Linked DNA regions of Mus musculus: regions 2, 3, 4, 5, 6 and 7 are each linked to region 1. The links are chromatin contacts, called in public HiCAR-type and promoter capture Hi-C maps. All regions are on one chromosome and are shown on one strand. Each heading gives the region's core, a stretch centred on a gene start, on an enhancer-like site or on the middle of the called end of the contact. The rest is flanking DNA. Distances are from core to core; before and after follow the strand shown.

What was found. Promoter capture Hi-C pulls out the DNA fragments that hold promoters and counts their contacts. HiCAR-type assays count read pairs that join an accessible place to other places.
Region 2: a HiCAR-type map of astrocytes shows a contact between it and region 1, with 9 times the contacts expected there. The contact joins the promoter of Tmem74b here to the promoter of Napb in region 1. A contact is called at or near these places in 2 of 115 datasets of contacts at active chromatin or transcription factors (astrocytes and embryonic forebrain).
Region 3: a contact with region 1 is called in a HiCAR-type map of astrocytes, with 4 times the contacts expected there. The contact joins the promoter of Snph here to the promoter of Napb in region 1. A contact is called at or near these places in 2 of 39 promoter capture datasets (hippocampal neurons and maxillary cranial neural crest) and 1 of 115 datasets of contacts at active chromatin or transcription factors (astrocytes).
Region 4: a contact with region 1 is called in a HiCAR-type map of astrocytes, with 6 times the contacts expected there. The contact joins the promoter of Fkbp1a here to the promoter of Napb in region 1. A contact is called at or near these places in 5 of 39 promoter capture datasets (frontonasal cranial neural crest, hippocampal neurons, liver and 1 more) and 1 of 115 datasets of contacts at active chromatin or transcription factors (astrocytes).
Region 5: a HiCAR-type map of astrocytes shows a contact between it and region 1, with 9 times the contacts expected there. The contact joins the promoter of Nsfl1c here to the promoter of Napb in region 1. A contact is called at or near these places in 4 of 39 promoter capture datasets (cranial neural crest, frontonasal cranial neural crest, hippocampal neurons and 1 more) and 1 of 115 datasets of contacts at active chromatin or transcription factors (astrocytes).
Region 6: a contact with region 1 is called in a HiCAR-type map of astrocytes, with 9 times the contacts expected there. The contact joins the promoter of Nanp here to the promoter of Napb in region 1. A contact is called at or near these places in 4 of 39 promoter capture datasets (cranial neural crest, hippocampal neurons, liver and 1 more) and 1 of 115 datasets of contacts at active chromatin or transcription factors (astrocytes).
Region 7: a promoter capture Hi-C map of liver shows a contact between it and region 1, with 3 times the contacts expected there. The contact joins the promoter of Entpd6 here to the promoter of Napb in region 1. A contact is called at or near these places in 6 of 39 promoter capture datasets (embryonic stem cells, hippocampal neurons, liver and 2 more) and 1 of 115 datasets of contacts at active chromatin or transcription factors (astrocytes).

Annotation. Positions count from the first base shown.
Region 1 is chr2:148,730,434-148,734,278 of GRCm38.p6, reverse strand. Napb (N-ethylmaleimide sensitive fusion protein attachment protein beta) reads left to right here and starts at 1,859. Exons shown (of 11, transcript NM_019632.3): 1 at 1,859-2,013. The coding sequence starts at 1,916.
Region 2 is chr2:151,700,206-151,704,050 of GRCm38.p6, reverse strand. It overlaps Tmem74b (transmembrane protein 74B), which reads right to left and starts at 2,043. Exons shown (of 2, transcript NM_001160363.1): 1 at 1,606-2,043.
Region 3 is chr2:151,630,504-151,634,348 of GRCm38.p6, reverse strand. Snph (syntaphilin) reads left to right here and starts at 1,756. Exons shown (of 6, transcript NM_198214.3): 1 at 1,756-1,893; 2 at 2,095-2,201.
Region 4 is chr2:151,540,237-151,544,081 of GRCm38.p6, reverse strand. Fkbp1a (FK506 binding protein 1a) reads right to left here and starts at 1,599. Exons shown (of 5, transcript NM_008019.3): 1 at 1,338-1,599; 2 at 1,217-1,264. The coding sequence starts at 1,374. Gm14167 (predicted gene 14167) reads left to right here and starts at 1,611. Exons shown (of 3, transcript NR_166213.1): 1 at 1,611-1,829; 2 at 2,478-2,659; 3 at 3,197-3,356.
Region 5 is chr2:151,492,585-151,496,429 of GRCm38.p6, reverse strand. Nsfl1c (NSFL1 (p97) cofactor (p47)) reads right to left here and starts at 2,248. Exons shown (of 10, transcript NM_198326.3): 1 at 2,018-2,248. The coding sequence starts at 2,122.
Region 6 is chr2:151,037,744-151,041,588 of GRCm38.p6, reverse strand. Nanp (N-acetylneuraminic acid phosphatase) reads left to right here and starts at 2,210. Exons shown (of 2, transcript NM_026086.2): 1 at 2,210-2,352. The coding sequence starts at 2,263.
Region 7 is chr2:150,747,332-150,751,176 of GRCm38.p6, reverse strand. Entpd6 (ectonucleoside triphosphate diphosphohydrolase 6) reads right to left here and starts at 2,096. Exons shown (of 14, transcript NM_172117.5): 1 at 1,944-2,096.

The DNA of each region.
Region 1 (3,845 bases), core at 610-3,109:
CCCTCCCTATTCCCCTCGATGTATGCTTTAAGAACCACTGTTTCTGCCTAATAAACTGAGACCTTGATAGGAATCCCTTCTTGGTCTCGGCTTCTCCTTTCTCTCCCTCCCATTTCCGCCCAGGTTTGCAGTCCCCCTCGAACCCACGAATAACTGAGTCCTGCTGGGTGGGATAACCTCTATGGACTGTTTGATATGGAGAGTGGGCCTTTAACCTTCTAATCTACTCTTCTTTGTATTCACTCAGCTTGAATGTATCCGGAATGTCCATTGAATAGGATGTGCCCAGAGCCACTGTAAGGTAGGTGCCACAGTCTGAATGAATGAGCATCCATTAAAGGCAGATGAGTGAAATGTCTGGTTTTTGAGGTGTGCTTTGGGAGAATGTATTCTGGTTCCTTTTCATCCAAAGCTTTAGAATTTAGAATGATTAACTCCAGAATAGGGTAGAGTGGAGATCTGGACACCAAAGACTAGTGGCAGAGGGATCAATATTTCTTGACTATCCTGCAGAGTTGTTCCATTCAGCCAGGGTTGGGAATTGCTCTGATCAACACACTGCTGCTGCCCATGATGCTTAGGAGTTGACTCAATCCACCAAATTCCCCAACTGACTCCTTTTCAAATGCCAATGTTGGTTCACTTTTTGCAATTTTTCTCTCTTCAATCCAACATCCACTGCCACCTCCAATTTCCTACCTCCGTCTACCCTCCTGCTCCAAACTTGCAAATCAGTTCTCCAAAGTGAAAAAAAAAACAACAACAAAAAAACAAGCTCATAGTAGTTGTAAAAAAAACTATGCACCAAGAGCCGATATTCCCCTCTATCTTGAGAGCATCCTGCTATGGTTGGATCATGCCACACTGTGACATCAGTTTTGGTAGCTTGTTTCCAGGAGTTTAAACGCTCTTGCTATGTTCTCTGAAAACAGGCTTCATTTTCTTAGACAAATTCTGCTTGCCAGTTCCTACAGCGTATTCATGAAGAGTTTTAAATCATCAGAAACTCTCATTTGGCAGTAATTCTATTTGCTGCACCACCTAAGAAGTAGCACTGCCAAGCATAAATGGTCTAGACATTGTATTAAAAAACACCTCCCTCTGGGACAGGCCTAGAAGTCACTGGCACAGGATTGCATCTATCTATGGATATTTAGTAGATTAGAAGTCTTCCTGGCAGACAGGAATTTTGTCAAGATCCACCCACTATAGCCAGCATTATGTAAAGCATAAGAGAGTTCACTGGCTTATAGCCATTTAATAGAATTCAGTCAATAACAAGAGTAGATTGTGCCTACAGGAAAGATATGCAATCCATTTTTAAACAAGAGGACCAAATGGAAAGTTGTAGTTTGGGGACGCTTAAAATCAACTCTGAATTTATATTGGGGATGATGATGCATTTTTAATGTCTTGCTGTCAGAAATTAAAAATAGCTCTTTAGGCCAGCTGTTGCTGCTTTTCTGGCAGAGTTGGGAGGTGGGGCACCACATGGTTGACTAAATTGAGCTGAACTGCTGCATTAGATTAAATTTTGCAGTATTGCTTGTAGAGTGTCTCTCTGTCTCCCTCTCTCTGTCTGTCTCTGTCTCTATCTCTGTCTCTCTCTCTCTTTCTTTCTCTCTCTCAACCTTGAAGTCTACCTCCAAGGGTCCAAGGCCCAAGACCCCTCCAGAAGGCCACGCCCCTTCCCCCTCCTCCAGGGAGTCCGGGAGAACGCCCGGCCCTGCCCAGCAGCCTGCTGGGAACTGTAGTTGTGGTCTCTGACAAACTGGCATTAAGGTGGAATGTAGGACTACAGATCCCGAAAGGCCACGCGTGCCGCGCCTGCGTGTCCGCACCTGCTGGAGGGAGGGCTAAGTCGTCCCGGGAGCCTAGCTAGTCAGCAGAGGAGGCTTTGGCTGCAGCGGGTGACATGGACAACGCAGGGAAGGAGCGAGAAGCGGTCCAGCTTATGGCGGAGGCCGAGAAGCGAGTGAAGGCTTCCCACTCTTTCCTCCGAGGGTTGTTCGGGTGAGCGCCAGAGGTCTTGCCCTTAGGGGTCTTGGTGCCCGATCCCCTGCCCAGCCGGCTGCCACCGCAGAGTACCCCGCGCAACTGCTTAGGGTTACGGGATTCCCAGTGGCCCACGCTCTGTTTTGGGTCCCGTAGCATCCAGGGCCTCATCGCATCCCTTGGGCCGTGTCTGGGGTGTCTCTCCAGTCAGCACACACTGCAAGCCCCAGAACCTTTTGGGGATCCTCAGGCCTTGGACACCCCTCACCCACACCCGGAGAACCTCTAGCTCACAATCCCCAGGCACCCTTAAACAACCCAGAACACCTACGCGTCCTCGGAGATCTCTGTGGTCCCCCAAGTCCCATGCGTCGCCAACGGTCCGGTGCTAGCTCCAGGGTCCGCGCCAAGCTGCCTCTTCAAGGATGCCACCCCTCCTGGTGGACCAGATTTATTCATTTCCCCTGGTTGGGCCCGTAAATCCCCCGGGGGAGCCAGGACTGTGAGGTTCTGGAATTCAACCTGGAGTTTGGCAGCAGCTGGTGGCTCGTGGGGAGCGCGAAGTCTGCGCCCCTGTATCCCGGGCACTTGCCCGCTGGCCTTGGCTCAAGGGCCTTGAAATCATATCCTCCTTGGTGTGTTTTTCATTTGCCAGAGTGACTTGTATCCGTAGTTCAGGCTTCCCGTTTGATGAACTGTATGTAACATTGCTCCTTTTTAAAGTCAGAGTATCCTTTGGGAATCCCGTGATTTTGTTAATTCTTACATATCTTGGTAGGGAAGGGTTTGGTTTACATTCTGAGCTTTCAAAAAGCAAAACCTGCCCTGAGAGCTTGTGGAAGAATTCTGGGCTGTTGATTATGCGAATGATTCAGCTGTTTATGACAGCGGTAGAAATTACGTGTGCCTCTTCTTTTTTTTCTCCCATTTGAAAGTGAAAGATCTGTACCAAGAACAGATTTTAATTATCGAGAGGGACTAGAGGTACATACTAAACTGCTGCATTGTGAGACGCAGTTTCTGTAAAAATTCAGTATAGACACTTAAGTGCTGAAAATGTACCCAGTGAACTTTGACTTTTATTTTTACTTCATTCATCTGACTACTAATTACATTAATTATTATATAATAGTTTAATTGAGCCCCATTATGTTTGCATCTCCAGGAAATGCTTAGAGTCACATTGATACAGTTTATGGTACCATGGTCTGCCAAGATAGAGAAGGAGACCATGCTTGGAGACCCCTAAGGGCATTTGTCTCTGCTAGTTCTTAAATTTCTCATGTAATATGAAGCTTGGAAGTGTAGGTGTAAGTTATAGATACTGCTTCCTCTTTCAAAGGGACAAGGAGCATTGCAAGTGCCAAAGACTAATTCTTGTCTGAGTCACAAAACACACACTGGATTGCATTCAGTCTGTGTGAAATTTAATGGCAGAGTAGCTCACCTTGGGAGATGATGTTAATACACATTCCACATCGGGATGTGCTTCCTTGAGCCAGTTATGGACATTTAATTTTGGTCAAGAGGAGCACTGTTTTGAGGAAACTATGTCAAATCTTGAGACACTCATCGGAAAGGATTTTGAGGAATCTTTATTTCTGAAGAAACATCTTTTGGGCCGTTGCTGCCCTGTCAGTGGCAGGCCAGGTAGGAAGACTTTCATTTCCCATCCACGCTCAGTTTGTGTGGAGTCACTTAGAAACAGCAGTCCAGGTTGTTACCGTGGGGTTTGGAAAAGGTTAGCTTTGCTTCTTTGGGCCTCAGTTTCTTCTGCTATAATCCAGTGTGTCTTGTGATTAATAATCAATGAGTTTATAAAATACTTAGACCTGTGGAGGTTGGAAATG
Region 2 (3,845 bases), core at 794-3,293, 3.0 Mb before region 1:
ATGTATGGGGACCAGGGACCAAGAGTTGAATATATGTACCCCAAGAATCTCTGTTCCCTACATACTTGCAAAACCCACACTCCACCTCCCTTCCCTGGCTCTTGGAACCCTCACTTGAGACAGCAGGCATGGGAATCCTGGTCTCTCCACATCTCCCTGGGTCCCTAGCCTTCTCTCAGTTCCCAGAGGATGGATAGAAAGGATGGACGGGAGTGCTAGTTGGCTTTTTACTTTTGGCATTCAAAGCTACTCAGAGCCTGAAAGTAGGTGCCACTTATGGCCCCCACCCATTAAGCCCTCAGTAAGTCTGAAGAACGTGGGGATAGTCCACAACACTTTTCCTAGATGGTGCATTAGTGCCTCCATATCCCAGAGGATATCTGGGGCACACAAATAAAAGAGAACAGGACTCTCTTTTACTCAAAACTTTTTCCTTGGGATGCCTGGGTGAAGGAGCAGACACAAGGAGGCTTCATCCCTTTAACTGCTTTGGAATGTCTGTTTCTCTCATAAGATGCTTAGTAAGTTACTAAAGGGCTTGCTTATCAATTATCCAGACATTAGCTCACATGCGCGCACTTGCACACAACACACACACACACACACACACACAGAGAGAGAGAGAGAGAGAGAGAGAGAGAGAGAGAGAGAGAGCTATGCTGGTGCTCATGGATCACACTCCAAGCCCGAAGCCACACCAGTTATTGTAATTGTATCTGCAGTCCTATAGTTCCTGAAAGGCAAGAGCCCCCCCACCCCCGCCCTGTTCCACACTCACTGTCCTCGGGACGCTTCCCACAGCAATGCCCACAGACCCGGGAACTAAGTGTGACTCACAGATTCTCGGGTCACTCTGGTGGTGGTACCCACAAGAGGGTAAAATCAGGAGAGGGAGAGGGCGGGATGAGAGAAGGAGGAAGAAAGGGAGAAAGGAATGGAGACTACCTCTAGCACTACTGAGATCTAAGCAGGATCCACCCAGACCTGCCCAAGTCCAGCACTCTCACCCATAGCGCACTCTGACACCCCGGAGCTGGACACACTGCCAGGCTGGGTGAGGCTTCGCAAACCCAATCGACAGACACACGCACTCGTAGTACACAAAGCCTCAGGCGCGCAGATGCATACACGCAGGTCCACGCGGTTATACCCAAAGTTCTGCGCGGAAAGCCCCAGCACCCCGGCCTCCCGCCTCCCCCGCGCCCGCCGGCCCGCAGTTCACACCCCCTGCTCCTGCCCTTGACCGCATACGCCACGGGCCAGAGCAGGCCAGACCCGGACGGTCAGCGCTCGCAGAGGGGCGGCCCTGGGAGGCTGGGGCTCGGCGGGGCCGGCGTGCTCCACGGAGCCCCGGTCGCGTGTCCTTCGGCGGGCCGCGAGGTCAGGCGAGCTGTCCTTCGCTGCCACTCCCCGCCTCGGGCCCTGCGCCGGCGGCTCGCGGTCGGCGTGCGGAGCCGTGTCGGGCCTCCCTAGTCTCCGCACGCGGGAGCACAGAGCTCCGGGCTGCCGAGGGTGTGCGCAGATCCCGGCCCGGCCGCTGCCTCGCCCTCCCCGGCTCCCGCCCCCTTCCCGGCCCGCCCGCAGCGGCTGCCCGGGCGCACGTACCTGCTCGCGCCGCGCCGGGCTGCACCGCGTCGGCCGCTGGGGGGCTCCGAGAAGGAAGGGATAAGGCAGGGCGGGAGCGGAGGATCCTGGAGCGTCGCCGATCGAGCTCCGCCCGCGGCGGGCGAGGGCGCCGGGAGAGTTAGCGTGGGGAGGGAGCCGGCTGCGGGTGCCCGGCCCCCACCGCCCCTAGAGCCACCTCTGTCTCGCCCGCGCACGCTGGCCGGGGAAACCCTAGGCAAGGAGCCCGCGGCGCTGGGTACAGGGGCGGGGCGAGGCGAGGAAGGGGCGGGGGAGAAGACCCCTCCCCCGCCTCTGGGGAGACCCTGCGGCACCCGGGGATGCTTTACCCACCCCAGGTAGGACCCAGGGTCCTCTTCAAGGTCTGTAGATCCGGAGTATCATCCTTGCGTGGGGCTCGATGGCTCACGGGCGCCACGTGAAGGCAGAAACGAAGCCTCTACCCACCTCTATTTCTGATGGGTGTCCTTCTGGGTCATTGTCCACGGCCACGCACACTCTTGAGCTCCAAAGCCACCTGCAAAGCTCCTTCTGCCGGGCAGCCTGTCTGGCTTCCTCAGGGACACACTGGGGTTCGTCCATCTAGGCACTCCTCTGACCTGTGGAGCCCGGTGCAGGTGCACAGGTTTCTGTTTTAAAGGGAACTTCTTCCTCTTGGGGGCCCCAGGCCAAGCCCAAAGAGAGGTCTGGTGAGTAAGGGAAGGTTATGGTTTCCGGGAAAACTTCGTGGCCGGCTTCAAGTAAGTCTTATCATCTTTCTGAACCTTATTGTCCACCTTTGTCCAAGGGAATCATGACTGCTGACCCTGAGTACTCTGCCAGTGTGAGCGGAGGCTACTCTGACATCCAGGAAGACAGCTAAGGTGAGAAAATCCCTGCCCTGGCTTCGTCGCTCTCTCACTGTCAAAGGCTCACTGGTCCTACTCCAAAGGCATCCAGTCCTCACCCACCAGGAGAACAAAGGTTGTCTTGGAAGCCTTGTGGGCCCCGTGCTGAGCCTCCAAAGCTGTCTCCCTCTATTCTTTGAGAGGCCTGAGCGATTTGCATCTCTACAGGGAAGCTGGCAATGGCACCAGATTCCTGTGCAGTGCCATCTCCACCCCTCGCAGGTGTATGACCTCGTACAAACTTCTCTCTTTAAGCTCCTTTTCCCATCTGTAAATGGACTCAAGAATTCCATGAGATCCCAGCCATTAGAGTGTCCACAGTTCCCTCCCTGCCCTGTATAGTCCTGCCTTGCAGCACATCCTCAGTGGTCACTCTCTTCCCTCACTTCCCTCAAGTCTTTGCTCACATGTCACCTTCTCAGAACCACCTGCCTGGGCCATCTTCTTAAAAAGAGTAGCGCTCTGGCACCCTGCTTGCCTTCACTCAGAACTTCTCACTAGGGCATTCATCAGCTCCTGATAGTGTATTTCTTTGCTCAGTATCATTTCTGCTTAAAAATAAGTAACACGCTGGGTAGCAGTGATGCAGGCCTTTAAATTCCAGCACTTGGGAGGCAGGTGAATTTCTGAGTTGGAGGCCAGCCTGGTCTACAGAGTGAGTTCCAGGACAGCCAGGGCTGCACAGAGAAACCCTGTCTGGAAAACCAAAATCAAAACTAAGAAAATCAAAGCAAAAAAGAGCCAAGTGTATAGTACAGACTTTGTTCCCCTCCCTGGTGTATCCCGAGACTTAAAAAGGGCCCTTGATATCTATTCTTTAAATAAAGAATTGAGAGGTGCACAGCTATTGCTCTTGTTGTATACTTGCAACTAAGCAGAGCCCGTCCCTGCCCTCAAGAAACTCCGGTGATATTCCAGAAGGAAAAGGGATGCACACAGGCAGTGCTGTAGCCACAGTGAGGGATAACAAGCAAAGGTACACTGTGCTGTGCGCGTCTCAGGCAGGGTGCTTGCTTGAGTCTTGGGGATGGGATAGCATTTTAGCAGAAGAGGGGACTGGGCCACAACGGGCACTTGTATAGATGGCAAGTATTTAAAGAGCAAGGAAGAGAGATCCAGCAGAGGACTAGCGTGGACAAAGGCCTTGGGGCAGAAGGGAGCACAGTGAGCGTGGGCATGGAGGGGGTATGGTCACAGTGGGAGACCAAGGTAGGAGCATGGCAGGACATGGGGCTGTGCCAGGTCTCTGCAAAGCCTTGAAGGCCAAGAAGGATGTTCTTCTCAGGACAGGGGGAACTCCAACGTGGAAGAGTCGGAGTAGAAAGTTAGCTAACC
Region 3 (3,845 bases), core at 507-3,006, 2.9 Mb before region 1:
GCAAGAGGAAAATGTTCTTTCCCTCACAATGTGTACATTCTAAGGGAGGTGATGTAGATTATCACAGGTAGTAACTAACTGTCTTTTTTCAGTTACAGATAATTAAAACAGCAAAACTCAGACATAAATGCATGAGGGAGGGCATTGCTGGGGAGGTGGCTCAGCCACTCCAGTGCCTTCCAGTGAGCATGGGAATCTAAACAGCCAGGTAAAGAAGCCAGGCAGGGCCACACTAGTGTAGTGAATCAGGGAGTGAGCTCCAGCCAGGCTCATTGAGAGACCTTGTCTCAAAAACGAAAGTGGTGAGTGGTTTTAAAAAGGACCTCTGGTGTACATACATATACCCACCCATCCACACAACCTCTGGTGTGCACACACACCCACACACATACAAGCTCCGGGGTACACACCTACACCCACACAAACACACGTTTATGTGTACATACAGCAAGAACAAGCGACTGAAGGAAGAGGAGGTCGGTGCGCTCTGTAGGTTGACTGGAAAAGGTCTATTACTTTTCTCAGGACCTTGACCAAATCTCTGACAGAAGGAAACTTTAAAAGGGAAGGACTATTTTGGCTGTAGTTTGAGGGAAATATAGTTTATCATGTCAGAGGAGACATGGCAGAAAGCTTATGGTCGCGTTGTGTCCTCAGTCAGGAAGCAAAGCGATGAATGTTCCTACGCAATGAGTTTTCTCTTTTCACCCTATCCAGTCCGGGCCCTAGCTCACGTCCAAAGTGGGCCTTTCTTCTTTCCTTAGGGAAATCTCTTTGCAAACACCCTCACAGACATATTCAAACATATGTTTCCGAGTCGACTGTAAATTCAGTCAAGTTGACAATGGCAGATGACCTCCCTGAGATAGCAGTGTCTGAGCAGAGACTTTGAGGAGTCCAAGGAGCAAACTGGACGTCTCGGTTGTTCCAAACCCATGAACTAGCAAATAAAAGCTGGGGGTAGAGGCCCAGCAAGGAAGAATTTAAGAGCAAAAGAGCAAAATGAGTGGCGGGCAAAGTCATGTGAGAGGACACCAGCGAGTTGAGCTAGAATAAGAGCAAGACAGCAAGGTGAAAACTTCCCAGAAGGTAGTGAGCAAAGGCCCAGCTGACCAGAAAGGGCTGCTTCAAGAAGGGAGCCCCTTCCTACTGCACCCAGTGGGGCAGGCAAGAAACCAGGCCAGCAAGTTAACTTATGGCGGCCAGAAATGGGAGCGCTAGAAATCCAGCTTCCTGGACTTTGTGGTCCCTTGAGCCCTTTGATGTCAGGTAAAAGGCAGGAGACAAACCCACAATAAGGATTAATTCGCTTTTTATTGCCCAACTTTCCAGCTTACTGTTTTAATACTGCAAAGGATAACATTTCTTAAATACCTTCGGGATTTTAAGATTTTTTTTTTTTTTTTAAGGCAAGAGCTGTTCGCATTAAATAACTCCTGACATTCACAAATTGGTTTAGGGGGTCAAAAATGTTTCTAAAGGCGTCCAGATAATACTACTACTTAATGTGTGCCAAGGGGTGAGATACTGAGGCCCAGAAGCTGAAGGGATAGATACCCTTTGAAGTCCTTCCCATCCCCCACCTCTGAGCAACAGCTAGTTGGAGGTAATAAAGGACCCCATGCATGCTTGTTGATGTCTTGGCTCCAGGGCTCTCAGAGCGAAACCAACTATCTCTTTAAGAAGGAAAGTGAAGACGGGAGGCTTACGCAGCTGCCGGCGAGCTGCCGACTGGCTCATCCCCCTCCATCCACCTCTCCTTCCCCGCCCTCCACCTCTCCCTCCCCGCAGCCCCAGCCCCAGCAAGCACCCGCTAGCCACCTTCAGCTGGGGCTCGGGAGAGCAATCCGGCTGCCCTCCTGGGGGCAGCCCAAACCATGGAAGCCTTCGCAGGTGATGACAAGGACCCCGGGGACCTCCGGGCCCACCGCCCAGCCTCACCCGCCGCACCCAGGAGTGCAACTGCGGGGGTGCGGGGCGCCGGCCAAGCACAGGAGCTGCCCTAGCCCGCGGCGGGCAGCGTGTCCTCCGAGCTTGCGGGCTGCGGCCACCGGCGCTCACCCGCCTCTGTCTCTCTCTTCCCCACCGCCGCAGGTTGCTGATCACCGCCAGGCGGCTGCTGCAGCGACTGCAGAGGCGCTGCGCCAAGCGGCGCGGGAGTCGTGCGAGCCGGCCGGACTGCGGAGGGCGAGTGGACCCAGGTGAGGAGGCCACGGCGGAGCGGGAGGGGGCCTCCGTGGCTCCGCGGCCGCCAGGGTCAGTTTGAGACCGCTTGCGGTGGCGCGATCCCGCAGAGGTACCAGGCGAGGAGGGGATTAACGTGACTCATCCCTAGCCTCCCTCCATTCCCCCACATCCTCGTAAGCACCCCTCTCCCTAGCGTGAAATTTACTAATTAATTAGAGGATGCTGTTTTCAGTAGGGAAGACGCCCAAGGTCTTTGACATCTAGTAGATGGGTTTTAGGGAACTAACCCCTCGCCCTTCTTGTTTGTTTTTCTCTTCTGGCATTCTGCAAACATGTGAGCTTCTCTTTGGAACCGCACAGCACACCCACCACAAGGTCAAGTGCCTGTGACTGCCTTCCTATCTTGCCCACTGATAAACATCAGAGCCTTACAGTAGATCTGGCAGAATTTCCCATGATCCCTAGAGTGAGAAATTTGCCTCAGTCTCCCTGGAGCTTCCAGGGTATCTGTTGTTTTCTCTTTCCACTCCCTAGCAGGGAGCCAGACGGCTTGCAACACCTGCCAGCCTCTAAACTCCCCACATTCCCTTGCTTCAACGCTGCAGGGGTGGCGAGGCTGGTCACATGCTGCTTGTTGCCTTGGCCTTCTCTGCCCACCTGGGGGTACTTGGGTGGGCTGGAGGAGTTTCCCAGAAAATGCTGGTCTCTGCAAGTCAAGGGGTGTAAGGAAGTGAGATAGGCTGAGGTTCTGGGCCTTAACTTGCTGGTTGGCTCCAAGTAGCCATCTTACTATTTTCTGGGGTGTGGGTGTCTGTTTGCTTGTCTGTTCAGTGCAGAGGCTGGGCTAGATGATCCGTACAATTTTAATATATCACTTGAGTGTGGCTTCAATAACTCTGGAGACTTGTCCATTAAAACCATTTAAGGTTCGGACCTTGAAATAATTGAGGTCCCCTTGGCCATTCTCTTTTGACTCTGGACTTCCTGAGTGGAATGTTGACCTTCTGGGTCTCACAACACTGGAAGCATCAGAGGATTCTATGGTAATATCCCTGCCCTGACAAGTTACTTACCTTCCCTCATTTGTGAACCTGGGAGATGGTACCGGCCTCAGAGTTCTAAGGGTGAGATGAGATTCATATGAAAGCTCTTGAGATAACGGCTTGACACACACAGTAGGTTTTCAAGGATTCAGAATTTGAAGGCAAATTAGGAGAGAGAGGAGTTCATGTTTGCCCCACCAGACTCTTCCAGAGCAACCAGAAGATGAGAACATTTCCGTCGCAAGAGCTAAGACAGTTCTAGCAAATGACAGTTGCCTGCAGTCATGTATAATCCAGCCATGAGCTTGGAAGACCCTGTCATCCATAGGTGGCATCCCATGGGAACAGAAGCACATGAGTCTTGAGTGCTGGCAGAGAGCAGGAGCCAGGATCACAGATCTCAATCTTTGCCTTCCCTGCACAATCTCTTCTGAGACCGAAGCAAGAGAGTCAAGTTCTGGGGCCCACATTTCCTATTCTCTGTTTCCTTCCTTCTTGTCATTTTCAGCCGACTGACCAGCCATCCTGTCTAGCTCTAGTTTATTCCAGCAACATAAAGGAGGCTCCCAACAGCGTGGGGTGGAGTTTTTGCCGCAGCACCAGTTAGGTCAAAAG
Region 4 (3,845 bases), core at 350-2,849, 2.8 Mb before region 1:
AATATTCCTTCCATTGGCAGCTTTTTAAAGGTCCTAGTCCTTAACTTCTGCCATCTCCTGCCCGCTTCTCTACTCAAGAAGTCATAGAAGTAAGGGGGCACAGAGAGGAGGATGTGAGCGGGCTGTCTTGTCTTCCCTTCCCTGTAAGTCATTTCCCTCAAGATCGGGATCCTCCCCTGATTAGGGAGAGAAAGGCAACTTGAGCCAGAACAGCTTGGCCAGATCAGGCAGGAAAAAAAAAAAAAGGTGGGGGTGGTGACAGTGGAGGGGAGCAGGGAGAAGCAGACGAAACAGAGGAAGGATGGGGAGGGGGACAAAGGAAAGGGTGGGAAAGGGAAGGAGGGGGAGGGAAGCCGATTCATATCAGCTGTGGCTACACCACTCTGCCTAGCTATGAAGGCACAGTCAGCTCCCCCTCCCCCTCCCCAACCCAGGAAGACCTTGTAAGGGCATGGAGTAAAAAATGGTCCCAGGGCCAGCAGTCTTGATGCTTCAATTCTGGCTGAGTATGCGCGTCTTTAAAATCTCCTTTGACTTAGTTACTGTGCACTGCATTCACGACCCCCCAGTTTCCTTTATCTTTAAAAATGGGGGTGAGAAAGTCTCTACTCCCAGAAAGGGGAAAGGAAAATGTTATGGTATACATCCTTTGGTCTGGAAATCACTGCCATGGAGGCTGAGATTTGCAAGTGGGTCAAAGAGAAATAGACATTGCATTATCTATTTCTGAGAGGGCACGTGAAGCCACAATAATGACTTCGCAAGTGGGTCGTTTCCCACCCGCCCCAGAAAGGTGAATTCAAGGGTTTCCCTGGGAAAGGGTGGCTGGGCAGACTAGGAATTTTCTCCCCTTCTATCTACTGAAGGAAGAATCCCGACGCACGAAGAAGGCATCAAGCCATCGGGGTTCAGAAACGGTTCAAATCTTCCCGAAGGGTCCCTGGCCGGGAGCGTGTGACCTCCGCCAGGCGATGAGTTCGCCCCAGCCTCAGTTTCTACGGTTGGACAGTAGGCTCCCTGCGGCATCCGGGGCCGCACACCGTTCAGGGCGGACGAGACTGCGCCAACCCCATGTCCCGTTCGGCGCGGCGGGCCCAGCCTGTCCCTCGGGGCATGGCCACCGCCCAGGCCTCGGCCGCCGGCCACGCGGCCACCACGCCCCGACTCCCCAGCCGCCGCCCCTCCCGCCCGGCCCCACCCGGCCGGTCCGACTCACCCGTGTAGTGCACCACGCAGGTCTGGCCGCGCTTTGGGAAGGTGCGCCCTGAGGAGAGACAAGACTGCAGGTGAGTGGCTGCGAGCGGCGGCCGGGAAACGGGCGGCGGGTGTCTACTCACCGTCTCCAGGAGAGATGGTCTCCACCTGCACTCCCATGGCGGCGGCGGCGGCGGCGGCGTTGGCGGAGGAGGAGGAAAAGGACGCGGGTGGCGGCGCGACGGGCGGCGTGGAGCCGGAGCGGACCTGGCGGCGGTTCAGAGGTTCGGCTTCGTCCCTCTCGTGGCTCCTGCGCACGCGCACCGCACCGCACGGCACGCCCCGCCCTATTTGCGCGAGGCGCTCACATCCCTGAAGCGGGGCAGCTAGGCGGAGGGACCGGAAGTCCGGAGGCCACAGACCCCCGGATGCAGCTGCGGCGGAAGGCGCGTCCTGTTGGCTACTCCCGGTTTTCCTCTGCGTTTCTCCGCCTCGGAGACGCCGCAGTAATAACGGGCCCACCAGCTACTGACGAGCTCACTCAGAGATGCTTTACTTGCGCACACCTAACTAATTGCCCTGTAAGGACGATAGCTGTGAGTAGGCCTTGTACCTGTGGAACCAAGGAAACGTCTGTAAGTGGCCCTAGGTTCCGAGCTCCTTCTTGGAAGAGTCAGTATTAACACTAGCCTGCGTGAAAGCCCACTCTTCCACGAATACGTATATATTAAATATATGGAAATAGAGAGGGGAGTGGTGGCGCACGACTTTAATCCCAGCCCTGGTGTAGTCTACAGAGCGAGTTCCAGAGCAGCAAGGGAAGATAACCCCTGTCTCAAACAAACAAAAAGAAAAAAGTCATATATGTATGTATGGGGCTCTTGTGAGTTTTGCTTGAATACCTTCAGTACTTTAAAGAATAAAAACTTAATGGGCTGGAAAGATGGCTCGGGTGTTAAAAGCACTGGCTGCTCTTCCTGAGTTCAATTCCCACACCCACACGGCAGTTCACAACTATCTGTTACCTCCAGTTCCAGGGAATCATATACTCGGTGTACAGATGGATACATAGACAGAACACTCATTCACATAAAATAAAACTGCCAGGGTTGCTGGTGCAGACCTGTAACCCCAGTGCTGAGGATAGGAACACAGTCAGTCTAGCCTATTCAGTGAGCTCCAGGCCAGTGAGAAACCTTGTATTAAAAGAGGTAGACAGAGACCATAGAGACCACGTTCCCAAAGACCACGTGTCCAGCTGAACCAATCTGCCTCCATCTTAGGCTGAATTCAGAAATTCAGAAGCTGGATCCTGCCCTCTGGCCCTCTGGGACTGAGGAATTGTACCTTAGGGGTGCACACCTTGGAGAAAGCACACACCTCCAGTTTGTTGGACAGCAGGATCAAAAACCAACCCACCAACACCTTAAAAACATATGTATTTATTTTATGGAGGCATCCTCTGGTAAGTCATAGAAACTTTTAATGTTTTTTTTTTTGGTGACATCTGGTTTCTGGTTCTGTCAGATCCCAATCTAGGGACTATAAACTGCTCCAGAGGCGATCTACACCACAACAGCTCCACAAACAAAACCAAAAAGTCCTGGACTTGCTGAAAGTTGATATAAATCAGTCTAGTCGATGTGATACTTCCTGTCTCTTCATCTGGGTCAGCAAACCAGCTTCGGATGAATACCTCACTACCCTAGCCCACCCTGGCCTTTGGGTAATACCCCAGCCTTACTGGGCTCTAACAGTGGCATCCTAATTTTTGCAGGAAGTAGGTTTAGAGGAGAATACATCTCTTGTTCTCAACAAAGGGTCGGAATATTAGGTCTAATGGAACTAACTCCCTGGCAAAGGAGACAAAATAAGTACTTAAAGAACTTATTGGCATACCAAGATTATGTGGCCTTAAAATATTGGTTTTATCTATGCTAACCAAACAGGTATAATTTATGATTTCATCATTTGATATGCTCCAAATTTTGTTTTCACCCAGATAAAGAATGCTAAGACCTTACCAAAGATTTCACAGGGACACAGAAGACAAGCAGGGAATGAAGATCCAGCCTGCAACCATCTTAGGCTTAAAAGCCATCTTATCATAAAGACAAAGGAGGTCCATTCCTATTTATGATTAAACTTCTGTTTTTCAAGGATTGGGCTATGACTCACCTGTAATCTTAACTACAAATAGTTCAGTACTGCCTGTTCCAGGAATGGCAGTCATGTCTTTGTTTCAAAGAATTGTTTATAACCATCTTGTTTCAAAAGATTATATGACCACCTTGTTATGACTATGACTACCTTGTTACTCCCATCTTGCAACCATGTCTTTGTTTCAAGAGATCATGAGGGCTGACTTGTTTGCTCTGGTCCTATAACTCCACATATTTTGCCCATCAAATCCCCCATCTGGAAATTCCCTACCCCTGAGCTATGAAAGCCTTATTTTTCCTCACATCCAATCTCAAACTCTGCCTTGGGGAGAGGCAGCCTTTATAAACAAACAAAAAAGCCTGCTTTAATTCTCCTCCCATCTTTTGGATTAACACAACCTCCACACATAGGCATACACACAAATTTGCACGTACATATGTACTCACACAATAAATATAAAAGAGTTTCAACTATATTTCACAGTATCT
Region 5 (3,845 bases), core at 999-3,498, 2.8 Mb before region 1:
TGGAAGTGAAGATGGGGATATATTACTTCAGGGGGAAATCCACCCACCAAGGGAAACAAAGATACTAAATAAAATTAATATGAAAAACATAAAGGAAGACCACCAACTATTATTTATCCATGTGTCAGGTCGTCTGTACACTATATATTAATTCATTTAATCTACTCAGAATTTCGTAATTAGTATCATTATTGTCTCACTTTATAGCTGGCACAAATGGACTGCAAAATGAAGACAGCTTCTGGAGGTAAGAAGTGGGGTCAGGTTCAACCCCAGGCAGCATGCTCAGGCCCTCAAGCTTATGTTCTAAGAGGAAGAAGAGTATAGGGACAGATGCTACATTTCCTTTCTTTGTGAAGCCCGGTTCCTGTTTGAAATGGGGATGCTGTTCCACCAAACCTATAAAACTGAAGGAGATAATCACTAAAGTTAACGCAGTCACCTTAGCTTTACACATGTGAAAGCCCTTCATATGAGTCCTTTGGTCATTTGTGACTGTCGCCAACTCAATGAGAAGGCATTGATTTATCACACATTCTCCACACAAAGAGAGAAGACAGAACAATGAAGTCCCACGGAGATGGAGGAGGCACCTCCTGTCTAAAAGGTAACCAACTGTCTAGGAGGAAATGAGCTGTCATGGGACAATCAGTCTGAAGGTATTCTTCATGTAGTATAACCAGCTTCTGGGAAGTCATGTGCCATCGTAGGAGTTGTACTAAACTGACATTTAGAGAACCTGCATTCAAGTCCTGGCACTGCTAGTCAAGTTACCACACAGGTAAGAGCCTCAGTTCGGATGATCTACTGGGATAGAAGCTTTTCTCTTATGTATTTCCACTCAGCACAGAGGCTTCACAGCGCCTTTAAGAGCATCTTTCTGTTTGTTATGTTTTTGAAAGAGGGACTATTTACTCCTGGAACTATGTAGATCAGGCTGGTCTCGAACTCAGAGATCTTCTGCCTCCAGAGTGCTGAAAGAGTTAAAGGAATAAAGATCCCTAATGTTTGGGAAGCTAAATATTACAGTCAGTAGACATGGTTACATCAGAAAGCTCACACAGTGAGCACATTCGGTGTCCCTTTGAGGGTCCAATTCCTTATCCATAAGATAGGGTTAGTCTTTACCTGTTTAATTAGTAGTTAGCTCTTCAGCAAGTTATTTATCCTCCAAGTCTCAGCTGCAATGTGAGACATGTAAATGAGACATTCTGTAATGCTGAACAGTGCCTGGCTTGTTGTAGGTACTCAAGAAATATTAGTCATCGTCATCTACCTAAGATGTAGGCTGGCCAAGGACATTTATGCAATCAATTCTTTCTAACATTAATTACTGTGTTTCTGAGCAATAAGAGATGGGTGTTGCTCTAGGGATCAGAAGTGTGCAACATTTTATGCCTGGTGGAGCTTTGCCTTCTAAATTAATTCCTTAGTGACTATTTACTACATGCCAGTGAACAAGACAGTAAGTCCTAAGAAATTCCCATTTTACAGTTAACTACGAAATGTGCAGAGACCCCAAACGTGCGCCACAATCCCACAGGTAGTTTCTCCCTGCAATTAGGCAAGAGTGGGGCGTGGGCTGATGCCTTGCAGGGTTTCCCCCACCAGCACAGCATCCTTGCAGAAGCGGAATCGGAAGGCCACCGCGACCTCGGTGGGGCTCCATCTGGAAGCAGGGCACTCGATTCCACCCGGCCACCCGCAGGCACTCGCCGTGGCAGCCACGCCCCCAGGCGACGACTCCACGCGGACTGCGGCAGCGCCCAAAGTCTCGCCAACACTGCGAGCCCGCAGGAAAACAGAGGCCCTGCAAAGCAGGGCCCGCCCGCCTCCATGAACTTCCAAGCCAGGCCGGTGACGCGTGGCAAGCGACCCCAGGCACCATGAGGCCTGGGCCAGGCAGGGCCCAGCCCCGCAGGGATGACTGTGCGCTTCGGCCGCGTAGGGATCGCAGAGCCGACGCCGCACTCCGTATTCCCCAGCCCGTCCGAAGCGGCCCGCCTCGCGGCGCTACCTGCAGGTCCCAGCCAGCCGACTCCAGGAAGAAACGGGCCCTGTCCTCCTCAGTGCCAGTCACCGCCACGAACTCCCTCAACGCGTCCTGCCGCTCCTCCGCCATCTTCGCCCCGTGCACTTCCCAAACCGCTCCGGCGGACACTGCAACAGCCCGAACCCCAGGTCTGCGTTCCGCCCGCCGTTCTACCGCGTCCAGCCGCTGGGCGCCTGCTCGTAGGCTCCGCCCAATGCGGTGCCACAGGAAAAGCCCTCCGTGTGGGAAACCTAGCCGCCTCGCGCCCTCTGGTGGCCCCTATGTGAGCCTCACCTTAATGGCTGAAGTAGAAGGTCGATGGAAGTGAGTAGGGAGGGGCTGGTTTTCCCACAGGATGAAGTAGTCCCGAAATCAGATCCTGGAAATTACTCATGGTCTCATCCCTTTATTTCGTTAATTATTTATTTGCACATTAATTTCCTTCTTGAAGCATTACGCTGTCTATGGCTTGATGCTCTTCCAAGGGCTGTGGAAATAACAGAGATAAAACAAAGTATCCTGTCTTCTTGTTGCTTATGTCCTTTGACCCTAACAGTTCTAACCGATGCTCACATCCCCATGGTTTCCTATCTTAAACTAGTATAAGTCTCAGCCTGCCACTTTCCACAGCATCTAGCAAATCACCATTGCATTGCCACTGGCAGGCTGGCCCAGGACAAGGAGACTCAGAGCAGAGGTAAGATGGACATGTGTCACCTACAGAGAAAGTTTAGAGCTCTCTCTCCAACAGTGCTGCCCCTCAAGTGAAAGTGGGGACAAGTGAAGCTGGGAGCCTCCTAAGTCCATCTATTTATCCCTCATTTTCAAGGTTAAACTGTTACCATCCTACAATCTGCTAAGTTGGTGACCAGCAATTATTCTACCAGAACTTATTGAGTGTTCAGTGAGGTTCCTGTCAGCTGATTATATGCTTTGTTTTTCTCCTCTTCTTCCTATGCCTGACTCAGAGCCACATTCACTGTGCATGAAGCCACTACTAATGAATGTGTGAATGAATGAATAAGTGAATGGATGAAATAACACATGGATCAGACAATGAGGATCTCACAGGGAGTGGTCTATGCAAGAGCCCCTTTCAGTCTTTTTGTTCCACAGAGTCATACTATGAGAATGAAGAGCAGGAAGTAGCTCTGCCAGGGGCATCTCCAACTTCTAAGCCAGCCTCGGGCATGGCTGCAAACGCGACAGCACTGGATTGGTGTGAATACCGTCCTTTGGTATAACTGCAGATCAGTCCCACTGTAACCAACTGAAAAGGCCCACAGAGGCCATTTGGAACCTAACACATTGCAGAGAAGCAGTAAGGAGAACCCTATCTGCTTTTGATGCTGGTCCGATTCATAGTCAGCCCTCTGCCCAGCCTGACAGCTATCAAGAAGACTATAGGAATAATTGTGGGTGCAGGGCATTAGGGTTCCCTTAGCCTGCTGAAGGTGCTGTGTTCACATTATTATCTATTTCATCATAAAATAAACCTCTGCTAGGTAGAGGTTAGTATTCCCATTTTACAGGTAAAGACAGAAACCAGAGGTTCAGTAGGACCACACCTAATGAAAAGTACAACCTGGGCCTTGCCGTCCCAGCTTCTCAGGTGCCTGAGACTGAAAGAGTGACCTTGCAGAGCATATTTAAAGTCAGTCTGGGAAACAAAACTAAACCTGGTGAGAAAGTGAATCCATGCTAAAAGGCAGAGGATGCAGCCCAGTGCCAGAGGCCTTGCCTGTCATGGGAGAGGCTATAGTTTCAATCCCAGTTTTAAACAAATGTCCTAGCCTGGAAGTTTGGAGAAAGA
Region 6 (3,845 bases), core at 961-3,460, 2.3 Mb before region 1:
GAGTTCAGTAAAGACTGACATATCTATATGCACATATATATGTACATCTCAGTGCCTTAAAATTCCATAGGAAAACATCAGGGTTCTAGTCATGTAAGTTCAGAAGGAATCCAGGCTGTGAAGACCAATCTTGAAATACCAACCAATGCATGGTATCCCAAAGACAGACAAACCTCTGTTAGGATTGATTACATAGACTGCAATAGCTTGTCTAGGGTTAGATTTTTCACTGACTGAAACAAGATTCTATACGCACATTAGAAGAAGGCGAAGACCTGACCCATGTCTCTAAGATCCATGTGTCCATCAGAAGCTTATTGTATATCTATTATGATATTTGACACAACTACAAAAAGCAATTACAAATATTGCATTCATAATTTTGGCTGACTGCTAGCCTAAGTGCACACAACTGTTTCACCACCACTGCATCGGTGAGGGTAGTCTATTAAAGGAGGAACACTTTTGGGAAAGTCATCAACTCTGACTCTGCTCCATAAAATACAAAAACTATAGGTAGTCTGCCATTCATCTCTTTCTACTGAGCATCAGAAACCCATCTGTGACTTGTGTACCTCAGGTTATGGGAGCTTTTTTTTTTTTTTTTTTTTTTTCTGTACAGAGCTAAGCATCTTAGTCTTTAGTCAAGTTATACAACTCTGTCACTGTCAGGCAAAAGCAGAAGTATACTACATAGACTCAAGGATGCTGCATTCCAATTATTAAACACCCAAAAGGAGTTAAGTTTATCTCAAAACACAGGAAGTTTTACAGCCAAGCAAAGGTGGGCCAACAAGTTCCTTATGAACACAATACAGCTCAAAGTTAAATTTGTAGCCAATGAAAAGACAAGAACAATATGACTGGCTGAAGTCAGCCTTTACCTTACATAGTTTTGGCGGTTTGGGCCTGACTGGCTGGAGGCCCAGCCATTTTTTCACAATTTGTATATATTACCCAGGTAGGGTACAGTTCACTATGAACAGAAGCCACTTGGAGCCAGTATCATTCAAGTATAGACAAAGATCTTAGTTGAAGTTAATTCAAGCCAGATGTGGTGGTACTTGGGAGAACTAGCACTTGGGAGACAGAGGGAGGCAAATCACTCTGAATTTGAGGCCAGCATGGTCTACACAGCTAGCTCCAGGCCAATCAGTTACTCAATGTGACACTGTCTCAAAACAAACAAACAAACAACAAAAACTGAAACTATAGACAATTAAATTTAATCAATTCTCACATGTTATGAAATACTTTCTCATTTTCTCTGAATAACTTACAATGTAAGAACCAATCCTAATTCGAAAGCTCAGAACCAGGTCTGTGGCATTGGCTGACCCAATAAGTTCCAGGTTAGTGAAAGTGACTCCAAATTTCATCAATAAAAAAGGATTAGAGGTTGATTTCAACCAACAGAAGGCAAACCTTGTTACTTATCTTGTGGGGTTCTTAACAGACAGTCTCGGTTCCTTGCTAGAAATTACAGAAAACCATGCAATTAATAGGCACACAAGACTTGGGCTGCAGAGTTTCAGAAAAATGAGTAAAGATGGAGGGAAAGGAGCTGGAGAAATGGTTCACTGGTTAAGAACTCATACTGCTCTTGTAGAGGACCCAAGTTCCCAGCACCCACAGTGGGCAGCTCACAGCCGCCGCAACTGCAGCTCCAGGACGACCTCGTCTGTCCTCTGCAGGCACTCACGTACACAGAAACACAAATACACATTTTTAAGAACAACCATTCGGCAGACACTGCAGAGACTCCCATTTCTCTTCAGTTCTTCTAAGCATCTTTCAAAGGATGTTCAGATGAAGGCTCTAGTTCCTACAAGGCTGTGGGCAAGAAGTGAAGCGCTAAAGTCACCGGGCAGCTAGGTTCCGAGGTTGGTGGGCACACTCTCCTGCCCCATCTCCTGATGGAGACTGTGCGGTCACCATAGAAAGACAGGCCAGCCAAGGGTCTGGAGAGTTTCTCCAGTACGGCTCGGATGTCCTTCTCAGCCCTAAGCAAGCCCACCAAGCCATTAACGGAGAGGACCATCCACCCACACACAGCAGTAAGCCTTGATAACACTCATCCACCTCTCGTGCACGCGCACCCTATAAAATTTAGTGTCCGAATCTCGCGCGATCTTGCCACGGAGACCCCGGAGCTTTGGAAGGGTCAGGTGACCTCCGAGACTCCGCCCAGGTGTTCCTGACCGCCTTGCGCATGCGCGGCGCGGCAGAAGCGGCTCGCGCGCTGCTTGGGTTGCCGAGGCTATGGGGCTGAGTCGGGTCCGCGCGGTCTTCTTTGACCTGGACAACACACTCATCGACACGGCCGGGGCGAGCAGGAGAGGCATGTTGGAGGTAACGTCCCCGCGCCGTCGCCCTCCCCTGCCGGGCCAGCACTCCGCTCCGCACCCTCAGTCCCCCCGCTGCGTGCCCGTGGAGCTTCTTTCCCGCGCGTGGGGCCGGGTGCTGGACTCTGAACTGCCACGACTGCAGAGTCGCCGCCACCTGCGGTCACCCGGGCTCGGACGGCGCGGGACGAGACCCCTCGCCCTCCTCTTGCTGCAGCCCCGCGCGAGATGGGCTGCGGTGGGTTTTGGGGAAGAGGCTCAGACAAGGCTTTGGCCCAGGAAGTTATATAACTCTGAGAGGCGGGCCTGGACTTAACCTACATCATAGCATTTTTTTTTTCCCTGCAGGCCTCCCTGTGGCCTTCCGGGCTTTCTGGTGCTGAGACCCTCGGCACATAAAATGCTGAGGGGGCAGTCTTTTAGTGAGGCATTGCTGATCTGCACCCTCCTAGCTATAGCTACAGATGCTGTCGGACATCTTCCTTTTCCAGTCCTGCTCTTAACCCACCCCTACTTTCCATCCCCTGCCTTCAGCTTCAAGGAGAAACCGAAGGAGTATCAGATGTGGAAAGCCCACTTACAAAAAAATGCCTGCCCTTTCAATACTAAGGGTCTTATGCGTCTTCAGGTAGTTTTTTGTTTATCTGGATCTTAAACCTTCCACATTTCTTGCTGCATTGCACCCACAGTTTGTTCGTGTCGGTCTTTAAAATTTTTTAACCCTACATCTCTCTTGGACTGTGCTTTTCTGCACAGCTATGTTTTAAGGAAAATTGCCACCCGTTGTCTCCATCAGGGCTCTCTTCTCTGTATTTCCAAATCCACTCACTGGGACGTAGCTTCTGTCTCTGCCACAAGAATACAATAGGCTTGCCAAGTGGTTAGGTGGCTCCCAAAGTGCCAACGTCACTAGGTATTTTGAATTGGGGTGTGCATGTGCGTGTGCGTGTGCGTGTGTGTGTGTTATTTTCTTGGTTCTGAGGTTTGAGCCTACCTCCTCGCCATCCGAGACAGGTTCTCCCCTGAGCTACTTCTCCCCACACTTGGAATCAGTCTTAACTGAAGATTTCCACGCTGTCGATTGCCCCGTGCATTGTGACACCCTCACACGTTACATACTTCCGTGTGTTCTGCCTCCATTATCTCAGACTGCAGACAGGGCACACTCAACAGGTGCTCTTATCCAGCTGAGGCCCGTGTTTTGAGACTCAGGTTTTGTGTTAGGCTGGTTCTTGTTAAGTAGGTCTATTAAACCTCACATTTGAATCACAATTCTCCCAGTACTCGGTGCCTCAGCAGACCCCCTGTCTATGCCTAGCCTCAGATCCTCGTAAATTTGAGCATTAGTCTGCATAACACTGTCAGGTAGCTTTCATGCCATACATGGGAAGATTGTACCATCCAGCGCTCATTCAGTGAACTGCGTCCCCATCCACTCTTGTCTCCCAGTCTCGCTTATTCTCCCCTTAATGACAAAAAGGCTCATCCAATGTAAATTTT
Region 7 (3,845 bases), core at 847-3,346, 2.0 Mb before region 1:
ATACAACCTGACAACACTTATCAATTTGCATTTACAATCACTGCATTTACATATCAGCAAGCTCTGGATGATATGAACAATCCAAACAGAACATCATATCCAGGGGGTACAGGACCAGAACCAGACAAACTGGTCCACAGGGTGTCCATGTTTCAGAGGCTCAACTCCAAACATCAACTTTCTTCTGTCGGGTTGAAGTGTTTGTCCACAGCTAAGGGGTAGTGCACGAAGGACTACTTTTCTCTAGCTACGTCTCACACCCAGTGGTGGTATACTGATCAGACTCCCAAAAAGCTCACCGAGAACAGCTCAACCTTAGTTTGCACTTTGCCGAACAGCGTTTGCAGAAGCAGCAGCTTGAACTACAGCCAAGTGGAGAATGAGCAGGAAGTGGACCGGAACAGGAAGCAGCACACAGAGGCAAGCAGAGGTGACTTGGGGAGGTCCACCTCCTGTCAGGTAGATGCGGGAGTCAGAGAATGTTAGAGGGCGAGCGAGGAGGGGAGGCTAGATCTCAGAAATAGGCTCCATCTGATTCAAACTGGCAGCTGCCAGATCTTTTCAGGTTTGCATTAAAAGACAGGAACCAAGCTATGTGGGAAATGACTGCTGCACATGCTACACATGTGTCCAAAAATAAAGCATATTAACAAAGCATCATGTATTTCTCCTGGTAGTTGTAGAAAGAAAAAAAAACACATATATCTATATCTATATCTATATCTATATGTATATAGATATAGATATAGATAGATGAACAGTCCGGTGAAGACTGCCTCCTCCTGATTCTTTTGCAGGGTGCTATGCCTGCATGGGCCAGTAGGTTCTTCCAGACCTAAGTACACAGAGAGAGAGCTGTGTAACTCTCAGGTTCGTTCTGTCCATGAGGCTCCAGATGGGACTCAGATACACACCATCTTAGTCTACACTTCTTCCAGGGCAGGAGAAGGGGGGCGGGCAATATTCAGACTTACCTTTATGCTTGCTGCATTATTTTCAAGGACATTGTTAAAACGCTGGTAACAGGGATGGGGAAACCTCCCCTCAACGCTAGGTATTCAGCCCCCTTCATGGCTCTGCAGCACCCCAGGAGAGATCCTGTAATCACATTCCTCTGCCTCTCCCTAGGGAAGCTCCTTCCTCACTGTCTGAGAGTTTCCTATTCTGGCTATGAGCATTCCCTACGCCCCTCACCACACAGGATCTGCAGAGACACAAAAGGACCAGGTATTTTCAGGTGACTGATTTTTTTTTGGGGGGGGGGGGATATACTCTCAGGGTGAAGGGCTGTGTCCACTGTGACCTACTCAGCAATGTTGTCTCAAAACCAATTACTTCCTGATGCTTTTAAAATAAAAATGTGTTCTCACTGACTCCCTGTCCTACATTCTGGGTGTCTACATCTGGACCTTTCTCTCTCCTTTAACCTGAAGCACCTGTGGCCACACACCAACTCAGGTGGAACCACCCTGACCCCTGGTAAGTTCTTCCATGTCACCACCGTTCCCACCTTCCACACAATCAGAACACAGGGTTTCCCCGGTTTCCTGAGCCTCCCAGTTGGGCTATCCAGTGCAGAAGGGGAGGCGCCTGGGCCTGGTTCTGCTGGGGGCGGGTCAGCACAAGCCAGCAGAATGAATGGACGCGGCAGGGCTGTGGGCTACACTCGGGCAGAGACCCCTGCTGCTTGGCCTACAGCATAGCTCACGAGTCCCACGGTGTGTTGTAGACGTGCGAGGGCTACGCAGCAGGGTCGGAAAGACAGCCAGTTGAATGGACCGAGAGCGCAAGTGACCCCGAGGCCTCCCCCCGGAGCTGTCTCCGGGCCCAGGGAGGTATCAGGCATTGGAACTGCACCACGGGGAACCCCGTCCCTCGCGCGCGTGGGGAGACCAACCGTAGTCAGTCCTCCGGGCCAAGCACATTTCGCTGGCCCCGCTTACCCTGCACGGCTCCCTCGGCCCCGCAGGAGAGGTAGTGGCGTAGCCGGAGGCAGACAGCGACCACACACCGCGCGCCCAGCTCTCCAGCGCCGGTCCGCGTCAACAGAGCCTTAACGCGTGGAAGCAAACCCCAGCAGACGCCGAGAAGCTGTCTCCGCCTACGTGCACTTTGCGTCACCGGGTGGGCAGGACGGCGTTGATGCGCGTGTGCCATGGCGTTTGCCAGCCACGCAGGCGCAATAGCCATGTGCTCTTTGGGTGTTTATTTTTCTTTCTGCCAGTAGGGGGCTCTGGAGCTCCTGCTTATCTTGGATCCTTCTAACAAGTCCTGAGGTGTGGGAGGAACAGAGCCTTGTCTTGACTAGAGTAGGAGTTACTTCAATCTCATCCATCACCTCGTCCTTCTGTAGGCTTTCCTCCTGCATCCCTCCACACCCGAGTTGCTTCTTTTACTTTCAAGGGAATTCGTGATAGGATATGCATTCACAATAGAGAATGCGGTGCTATCAAGCGTCCTTTATCCTTGGCCATATTTTCTGATGTCTTCCTAGAAGCCACAAGGTTGTCAGCTCCTAACTGCAGCGAGACTCTGGATGTATGTCCCTAATTCATTTGTCTGAATATCTCCCAAGTTGTCTTTTCCCCACCGAACCAGGACTCCGCTTCTTCCTGCCCACGTGATGGCATCTATACATTGGGGTGCAGGACACTGGTCTTGTTCCTGGAGGACATCCCTGTCTATCGGCTGGGAAAGCCTAAAAGCAAGGATTTCTAATGAAAAGATGGGGTACTCAGGGAGTGAGTGGGTGGATGCTAACCACAGAGTGCGGGGATACTGTGTGAGAGTAGGGTTGGCAATCGCTATTAGTCCCGCGAAACTATTGTAAACAGCATGTGAGCAGCTCATTGGACCTTGCCTTGTCTCACTTTAATAAAACCACCAAGATCTGATTACAACGGAAGTCTATATGGTCTCTTATTTGGCGGATCTTAAAAGCTCTCCCCTCCCCACTTCCCTGGCTGTTTTGTTGTACATAGCACTACAGCATCCCAAGGACTGACTATCTTGCTACTCACTATGGATGTGCTGTGGGAGAGAGTCTTAGTATTGGAATTGGCTATGATAAACTATATGCTCTTTGAATACAACTCCAGAGATACGACTCAATTTTCTCTTCAGTTATTGTACTAATTAACACTCTTACAAATAATGTGTGAAAGCATGGGTTCCCCACGTCTTCAACGGTGGAGTCCTTCCAAACGCTGGGTTCTTTGCTAACTTGTAGTAGAAAAACTGCACCTCACAGTTTTGACTTAATTTTCTAGTGTTTTGAAGTTTGTTCGTGGACCTGTAAGGACCCTGCTTCTGTCTTCTGCCTTCACATCTTTTACCATCTTCTCCACTTTCACAATACTTCTCTCAAATTCTCTAGAATTTTTGTCTTAGTTTTTACAAGTGGTCATACTCACTACTTGGAAAGCTATTCTCTCAGGCATTTCCTTTTGTAGATCTTTTCTCACTTTTAAAATAACATAATGCCACCTTCTCAGACTGTTTCATTTACAGTGGACCTCTCCGAGCTATTCTCTACCATTCTTTGTGTATTTCCTTCACAGTATAAGTCATGCCCAACAGTTTGTTCTCTGTTTTACTACTGAAGTGTAAGCTTCCCAAGAGCAAATGATGTCATCTGCTCTGAGCAATAGTGCTTGCCCAGCACCTGGTATTTGCATATAAGGAGCCTACAACCTGACCCTGCCTATGGTATAGACATTCTAATGGTAGTAAAGAGATCCCATTATGACTGCCATTTCTTTGCAGTTCTCTTTAGTGCTTATGACAGCCAGCACAATCTAGATGGCAAAGGAGATAAAGGCTAACTTTCCCAGAAGCAACTACAG